3 separate regions of the Triticum aestivum genome follow, and regions 1 and 2 are each linked to region 3. Evidence: chromatin contacts called from public Hi-C and HiCAR-type data. All regions are on one chromosome and are shown on one strand. The core of a region is the stretch at or near the end of the contact, and the rest is flanking DNA. Distances in the headings are between cores, read along the strand shown.

Evidence for each region. A called contact is a pair of places that touch in the nucleus more often than the background predicts. HiCAR-type assays count read pairs that join an accessible place to other places.
Region 1: a contact with region 3 is called in a HiCAR-type map of leaf, with 8 times the contacts expected there. The contact joins the promoter of LOC123055249 here to the promoter of LOC123055248 in region 3. A contact is called at or near these places in 1 of 5 Hi-C or Micro-C datasets (an unstated tissue) and 1 of 1 datasets of contacts at active chromatin or transcription factors (leaf).
Region 2: a contact with region 3 is called in a Hi-C map of leaf, with 3 times the contacts expected there. The contact joins the promoter of LOC123055253 here to the promoter of LOC123055248 in region 3. A contact is called at or near these places in 2 of 5 Hi-C or Micro-C datasets (both in leaf).

Annotation. Positions count from the first base shown.
Region 1 is chr2D:639,659,583-639,662,282 of IWGSC CS RefSeq v2.1, reverse strand. It overlaps LOC123055249 (acyl-CoA-binding domain-containing protein 4), which reads right to left and starts at 1,309. Exons shown (of 6, transcript XM_044479235.1): 1 at 788-1,309. The coding sequence starts at 1,194.
Region 2 is chr2D:639,800,862-639,803,589 of IWGSC CS RefSeq v2.1, reverse strand. It overlaps LOC123055253 (heat shock 70 kDa protein BIP5-like), which reads right to left and starts at 1,418. Exons shown (of 1, transcript XM_044479242.1): 1 at 1-1,418. The coding sequence starts at 1,386. LOC123055252 (actin-related protein 6) reads right to left here. Exons shown (of 8, transcript XM_044479241.1): 6 at 2,713-2,728; 7 at 2,561-2,623; 8 at 2,058-2,454. The coding sequence ends at 2,325.
Region 3 is chr2D:639,347,892-639,350,841 of IWGSC CS RefSeq v2.1, reverse strand. It overlaps LOC123055248 (E3 ubiquitin-protein ligase SINA-like 2), which reads right to left and starts at 1,616. Exons shown (of 3, transcript XM_044479233.1): 1 at 1,389-1,616; 2 at 815-1,269; 3 at 1-719. The coding sequence starts at 1,231. The coding sequence ends at 39.

The DNA of each region.
Region 1 (2,700 bases), core at 60-2,559, 310 kb before region 3:
AGTGAAAATTCTTACCCCTACACAACTATTCGGCATAACCAGAATTCACAAGTAACATTCTTCGATATAGATCATGGATGCTCAGGGGAAAGTAGCACAAACAGACAATGCAAACAACCAATCAATCGGTGAAGCCAATCAAGAACCTAGATACAGTTACCAAATTGAGAAGCACAAGCAGAGCAAAACCGAAAAGGTCTATTGCTAATACATGTTCACTGTGAAATAATAGATGCCTGAGTTCCGATGCTCATATATGAAAATCCAAAGCAGCAAAGGGCATCATCATCAAAGTGAAACTCTTAAGCCCTCATAATTATGCAGCCTTGATCACAAATGATATTACTGGATTTAGATCAGTTGCAGTAAATGTAAGTACTTGGATGCTCATGTTAAAGTAAAGTAGCAGGAGCAGGCAATGCTAACACACAATCAATTGGCGAAACCCATCGACAACCTAGAGACAAATCCTGTACACCAAACCTAGAGAACCAGTGGACTGACTCTATGTCTGTACCAAGAAATCAAGCCAGGAAGCTAGCACCAGTTGCATTTGGGGGTGTACTAACTACGAACAATCTCTCCTGGTCGGTCCAACTCAGAAATCACACCAAGTTCACATCCCGTGGGCAGTCCCGTAGCAGCACAAGCTAAATGTAGACATAGATCATATCCAACCCACCTCATAACCCCTATCCCCTAGAAAATATAAGGCTAAACCCAACTGTGGCAGAAGGTGGATCCAGATTCCAAGGAATCGAGCGAGGCAAGGGGGGGCGGAATCTACCACTTGGCGCGGGCCTTGAGCTTGAGGGCGGAGGGCTGCGGCGCGGTGCAGGGCCCCTCGGTGGCGATCTTGTAGAGGCCGTAGAGGCGGAGCTGCGCCTCCTCGGGGACGCCGGCGGCGGAGGCGGCGACGAAGGCGGAGGCGGCGCTGAAGTCCTCGTCGAGCTCCGTGCTCTCCACGCCCTCCCAGTCGCCGTCGCTGTCGCTGTCGCCGTCGCCGTCGCCGCCGCCGCCGTCGAGCGCGGGGTCGGCGGCGTCGGGCGAGGGGGCGGGGTCGGGGGCGGAGCGGGTGATGCGGAGGTTGTCCTCCTTGAAGGCGAGGACGACGGAGATGAGCTTGGCGACGAGGAAGGCGAAGATGAGGCCGATGACCGCCGACTGGGCCAGCTCCTGCCAGTCGCCGCCCATGGCCGCCGGCGAGGCGCGAATCTCAGATGCCGCTGGCCGGGGTGAGAGAGCACGAGAGAGACGAGCGCGACGAGGGTTTGGTGCTGGCTCTGTTCAACTTGGTTTTTCCTTAAGTCAATTTGGCTTACGACTTCACGGCAAAGGCAAAAGTAGCACTTAACCCCACACAACCGTATTCGTATGGAATTAAGGTAATCAGGCACGCCGAGCTTGATTAGAAAAACAGTTTTGCTAAGTCTAAGTGACTTCATTATCCCTCTGTACCATAACAGCATTTTTAACACTATACTATGTCAAAAAACGCTTTTATATTATGTGATGGGAGTATGTCACTTGACTCTCAGTTGACTGAGACTTAATCACACCCTTAGAGAAAAATCACCATTCCACCAACCCTACTCCCTACTAAAAAACAGTTAGAAAAATCTGTAAAACATAACCTATTATCTTCTCAAAAGAATCTTAACCACTATCAGTATCATGGTATCCTAGCAGTTTTAACCAGCGAATCGTAGTTCCCAACCTATATGCCCCAAATGGCACCGCGAGGTTGGGGGTGCTAATTTCATTTTCATTGTGTTTTATCGTGTGTCGTTGTTTCTTCAGTTGCGAAATAAATTATTTTATAGTGTGTTATACCACCGTCCTTTTATAGTGGCAAACTGGGTTGCGGAATAATTGTTCTCCTCCTTTTGATATGGCAGACTTGCCTCCGGCATTGATCGAGTTGTGGGGTTTGTGTCATGTCGATTTGTGTTGCAGATCGCGTGGTGTGGCCAACCATGGCAGGACTTTCTCTTCAACCTTTTCGGTGCTCATGTCGATTTGGAACCCAGGTCGCCTGTTCTCGTCAACCTTGACATAACTTTTGCACTCAATGTATTTGTGACACGGATCTTAGTGACAATTGATCCTCTCTTTGCCTAGCTTCGGATGATGCCCTGACGCATGTGCAGAGACATGTTTTCTTGTTCCGGCTAATATGGCAGATTCTTTCTGCGGTGAGTTTCATGGACCTTGGGACCTATCTTCAGTCAGTCAGAGTGAAAAATCAAGACTTTTGGTATGCTGCAAATGAAGATGTTTCATGTGTTGCTTGTTTGTTGCGAGACTCTGTGTGGAAATTACTCTACACATGTTTTAGATACTCTTGTAATTCGTTAGATAACCCGTGTTTTGCATGGTTTATCAATCTGATAATGTTGTTATAGTGAAAATAAGGAGTGGTTACGGTGAGCTGATTGTACGTGGTTGAAACAAAGAGTGATGCGAGTGTGTACAACCTTATAACGAATGTTGGCGTATATTGACAAGATGACATAATATTTTTCTAATAAGTTCAACATCTAAAACAAAGAAACACTCGAAGTTAGAAAAAGGGAGAACGGGTAAAAACAAATCCATCAATATAAAGAAAACCGATGGACATATTTCATTGGGATTTTGTTTTAAGGTAAATACGCCAGTAATCATAGAACTTGCATGCGACGATCAGTTTGATGCACA
Region 2 (2,728 bases), core at 169-2,668, 450 kb before region 3:
CCTCTTGGTCGGGATCGGCGTGTTCCGGGGGATCACGCTCGCCATCACGCCGCCGGCCGTCTCGATGCCCAGCGTCAGCGGCGTCACGTCCAGCACCACAACCTCCTTGGCGTCGCCGCGCACGATGCCGCCCTGCACCGCCGCGCCGTAGGCCACGGCCTCGTCGGGGTTGACGCCCTTGTGGGGCTCCTTGCCGCCGAAGTAGTCGCGGAGGAGCTGCTGCACCTTGGGGATCCTCGTGCTGCCGCCGACCAGCACCACCTCGTCGACGTCGCCCTTGGCCAGCCCGGCGTCCGCCATGGCCTTCTTCACGGGCGCCATGACCTTGCGGAAGAGGTCGGCGTTGAGCTCCTCGAAGCGGGCCCGGGTGAGCGGCTCCGAAAGGTCGACGCCGTCGGCCAGCGACTCTACCTCCACGCGGACCTGGAGCTGGGTGCTGAGCGCCCGCTTGGCGCGCTCGCACTCGCGCCGGAGCTTGCCGAGCGCGCGCGCGTCGCCGGAGATGTCGACGCCGTGCTTCCGCTTGACGAGCCGGATGAAGTGGTCCATGACGCGCTGGTCGAAGTCCTCGCCTCCGAGATGGGTGTCGCCGTTGGTGGCGAGGACCTCGAAGACGCCGCCGTCGAGCGCGAGCACGCTCACGTCGAAGGTGCCGCCGCCGAGGTCGAACACCAGCACGTTCCGCTCCTTCCCGTCTGCCACCTTGTCGAGGCCGTAGGCGATGGCGGCGGCGGTGGGCTCGTTGATGAGGCGGACGACGTTGAGGCCGGCGATGGCGCCGGCGTCCTTGGTGGCCTGGCGCTGCGCGTCGTTGAAGTAGGCCGGGATGGTGATCACGGCGTCCCGGACCTTCTCGCCGAGATAGGCCTCGGCAGTCTCTTTCATCCTGGTGAGCACCATGGCGCTCACCTCCTCCGGGCTGAGCGTCCGCACGTCGCCGGCCTTCACCTCCACCTCGACGTGCGGCTTGCCGTTCTTGTCCACCACCTTGAACGGCAGCAGCTTCATGTCCCGCTGCACCTCGGCGTCGACGAACTGCCTGCCGATGAGGCGCTTGGCGTCGTAGACGGTGCGGAGCGGGTTGGCGGCGGCCTGGTTCTTGGCGGCCTCGCCGATGAGGCGCTCGCCGGAGTCGGTGAAGGCGACCCAGGATGGGGTGATGCGGTTGCCCTGGTCGTTGGCGATGATCTCCACGCGGCCGTTCCGGTACACGGCCACGCACGAGTAGGTCGTGCCCAGGTCGATGCCGATCACCGGCCCGCCGTTGCCGCTGCCGGAGCCCTTCTCCTTCTCCTTCGCCGCCGCGGCAGCCGATGGAGCCGGCGTGGCCGCGAGGAGCAGCACCGCGAGCAGTAGCCCGAGCAGCAACGTTGTCGCGCGAGCCATGGCGCCGGCGATCAATCGATGTCGTCTGGAAGCTAGCTCCAAGTACGTTGCAGGACGAGGCGGTGCGGCTACTATTTATGGCGCGAAGGGAGGTCTACAGCGTTGGCGTGACGTGGACGAATCGGAGGTGGCCTCCGACGCGGTCTGTCCCACGCGAGCGCGGTGACACGCGTGCGAGTCGATCTGGGCCGTTAGTTTTCACGATCGGACGGTTGCGAGGGCTCGTGACACGCTGGCGGGAACCGGGCTGGCTGCTGCGTGACGTGTTGGCTGTCAACAACAGTCCGATCATGTTTTTGACAAAAAGAATCCGTTCCTGGCCCCACTTTGCAGGTTACATGTATAAATTTTTCTCTCACAAAAAATAATGACCCAAGAGGTATCAAATCTATTTCAAACCGCACCAAAATTCAGGTAGTCATCTCGTTTCTGACCAAATTTAACTTTGATTCAACTCTACTTTGAATTTCAATGGTACGCAGGAGGCCGATGGAGTGAATCACTGAATTTCAAGGACACCACGTCGAAAGAGGTGTTTGGATAGAGAAAGAAGGTTATTTCACACAAGTTTCAAATTGTTATTTCAACAGCCAAACTTCACGAACTCATTTTCTGCAATCACGACACAAATTTATCTTGACACAAATTTTCTGCAAAGGGCTGCTAGAAAATCCTCAGGAAAATCTGAAATTCCCAGTAGCTAAATCCACCCACCCACAACTGAATCCATTCACACAAAGTTGATCTGCATGCGTGGATGCATGGGGAAGACAACCTCTAGTCTCATGGGCCATGGCCAACTAAGCATTAGTTAAATTTGTTAGTGCAAATACTGAACTTGCTAAACCTTTTGTAGAAGACAAACCCCTAATTCGCATGCCACTTGCTAAACACGCCATCTAAAACAGGCTACATTGTCCTATCTACTGAGCAACTCTTCAGTGGAAGAATCTTCGGCGGCACCGTGCCGACCCCATCTCCTCGTACTCTGATTTCGTAACGCACATCGACCCGAAATCGGGGCTGGACGCCAGGACAGATCCTCCTCTCCAGACACCAAGGATCGGGCTGCGCAAAGTAGCAGAGCGTTAATGCCATTCGCGCACGCCGCACATGAGCGTTAGTGAACGAGGGAGAGGCGCCAAGACAGAAACAGAGTAAAAAAGGCACATACTTCTCTTGAGAGATTATCTTCACCTGGTACTCCTCGGGCACAAGAGGTCGAAGTTCTCTCTGCCTGTTGATACAAACAACTAAGATGATGCACGCAGACTCATGCAATTGGGAGATAACACTGTCCCTTTTCCTACAGAAAAAACTACTTACAATCTTTCAGCGAACC
Region 3 (2,950 bases), core at 367-2,866:
AATTCAGCGAGTATCGCCATCAACCAAGGTCGCCTAACCTATACAGAGTCACGCTGGTGGCCAAGCTTACGGATGCACACCTCCACGTTGCCATCCTCGGTGCCCGGCAAGTCCTTGGGGACCAGCAGGAAGACCTTCTCCTTCTCCCCCAGCCCGTGCCGCAGCGACGTGTTCCGCGCCGTCGACTGCATCTGCAGCCAGGGCCGTCTGCCGCCGTTGCCTACCGGCGTCTTCAGCTCATACACAAACTCCTGCTCACGGGCATTCTCAGGGCGGATGCAGATCGTGGACAGAGCAATGCCACGGCCCTCGCTGAAGCTGTCGAGGAAGAACAGCTCGCCGTCGTCGCGGCTCTGAAAGATGGTCGACGTGAAGGCAGAGGCCCGGAAGTTCTCATCATAGTGAAACCTGATCGTGTCCCAGTGGTGGCGGAGGGTGAGGTGGGTCGTGAGTGCAACAGCCCGGCTGGCGAAGCCGCATTGGGGGACAGGGCAGAAGATAGGCTCGTGGCGGCAGGTCTGCTCATGCTGGCGCATCTCGTGGTGCGGAAGGAAGGCCTCACAGGCATGCACTTTGTTGCGGCAGGAGAAGCGGATGCGGCCTAGGAACTCCTCGACGACGCGGTTGCGCCCATAGCCATTGCCGCTGCCGCAGCAGCTGCATCGGTTGTCCCCGACTTCCTCGTGGCACCTCGAGCAGGTGACGTGGGCGAAGGGGCACTGCACGCACACCATGTATCAAGAACACGGCTGAGTTGATTCTGAACGTAATGATAAATAAATAGAACTGTGCTGCAGCTGCAACCGAAAGTTACCTGGTAGACCGGCGGCGAGAGCATGCGGCGGCAGGCCTTGCAGGTGAAGAGGCGGTCGTAGTCGTCGATCCGGACGCTGTACTCGCCGGTGCGCCCGTGCTCGCCCAGCTCCTTGTTCGCGTGCGGCCTCCAGGCAGGCCTCCGCCCGTGCCGGTCGAGGTCGTCCGACCCGCGGCTGCGGCTCAGATCGTCGGCATCGTCGTTGCTTGGCGGCCTCTGCGACCACGAGCGGCAGGGCGACGGCGAGTGCGAGAGCGACCGGTAGGTCGACGGGGACGGCAGCGGCGAGGGCGACCGGTAGGGCGACGGCGAAGGGGAGTAGACCGACGGCGACCCACGACGACGCCTGGGGCTGCCCTCCGCCTCGCTCGGCGACGTGCGGAGGCGCTTCCCTCCGCCGCTCCCGCTGTAGCTCATCTCCGGCGTCCCCGCGGGCTGCGCGCCGGGGCACGTCCCTGCAGATCGATACGGCGCCGGAGGACGACGGTAAAGAAAGCAATCAACACCCTACAAACGCCACCAACGAATTGCGACGGAGTATTCGAGGGATGGGGATTGGACGGAGCCTTCTTACCTGAGCTCGAAGACGACGGATCTGGCGGCGGCAGGGGGCTCGGCTCTCGCCCGCCCGTCGCCGAGGGCAGGCGCGGCTCGGGGAGAGGAGGGGCGGCGGCGGCCGTGGGGGCGGACGGCGCGAGCCAAACCCTCGCCGGCGGCGCGGAGTCGGGGGACGAGAGGAGAGGGGATCGGAACGGAACGGGCGAGCGGTGGGGGTTTCTGCCCTGCTCTTTATTTATTTTTTATTTTTGAGGGGCTCCTGCTCTTTATTTTTGTGCTGCCTAGTCGGTGCCGGAGGCGGCCCAGTCCGAGACTCCGAGTACAACACTTCCTGCGTGGCCCGTTTAGCCCAGACTACTCGAACAATGCCCCTTTTTCCGCTCTTGCCTTCGTAATGAAAAACAGTTGTTGTGTCTTTTTTCTTTTTTTGAGCTGGAACACCTTGCAATCCAAATTACGATGGACCAACCAAATTGGTGGTCACAGCACGTATTACATCCACCGGGAAGTTCAACTGCCAAACATGTTGGCCATCCATAAATAGTCGGAAATGCTAACCGGCGACCGTCACCCAAGGGGATTTCGCAGCGAACGCCCTCCTTGCCGTCGCACGAATCTTGGAGCAGAACCGACGCCACATAGGATCATTGGGATAGTTCGTTGCGCGACTGCTTTATGGCGAACGGGTCTGTGTTTTTTCTTCCAAAAAATCACGAGGCGGGGTCGGGGGTCGAACCCACGACCTCCAGTGTGCGAGGCCCTTTTATGGTTTTAACTGCCACTTATATTTTCGGTCCCGAAAATCCCATAGCAGTTTTGTTTTTTGCAGCATGGCATTTTTAAGAGGATGGCATCTTTTTCAATATTAGTGGCATGGCAGTTTTTATCACTAAGTGCATGGTATTTTTTTTATTAACCATGTTATGGCATTTTTTATTATAAGAGATGACATTTTTTATAAAGACGGTGGACTTTTTTATTTTTGAGAGATGGCATGTTTATTTATTTAAGAGATGAAAATTTTATTTTAAGAGATGTCATTTTCAATTTTAAGAGATGGCATTTTTATATTAAGAAAATGCATTTTTTTATTACTAAGAGATGGCATTTTTAATATTTTTTAGAGAAAAGGCACAAAGGCCCGACTTCAAATTAATGAAGCCATCAACCGGCTAGGATACAATGGTGCTGAATTACAAAGGCCAAGACTTGACCAAAAACTGAAAAATCCATGCCAAATTTACTACAACCAAGAGCAGCAGAGAATAAGGCAGCAAGAAATACTACGATCAAGCCACCGGAGATCTTGCACGGCTAGAACGGCAGGGCTGAAGCCTCCCGGCGACAGCAAAAGCCGTGAACATGAAGATCCAGACCGCGTGAAGGAAACCATCGACTCCACCGCCCGCCGCCTCGGGCCACAGCCGGAGGAGAGACCACTATCTCCCCTTCGTCCAGACCGTGCCGGACACGCGGACGCCCACTGCCGGCCGGCGACCAACCAGCAAACAAAGCGATGAGCCGCTGAAGGATGCGGAAGAACCCACACGCCACCACCAACGCCGGCAACCAAGGGAA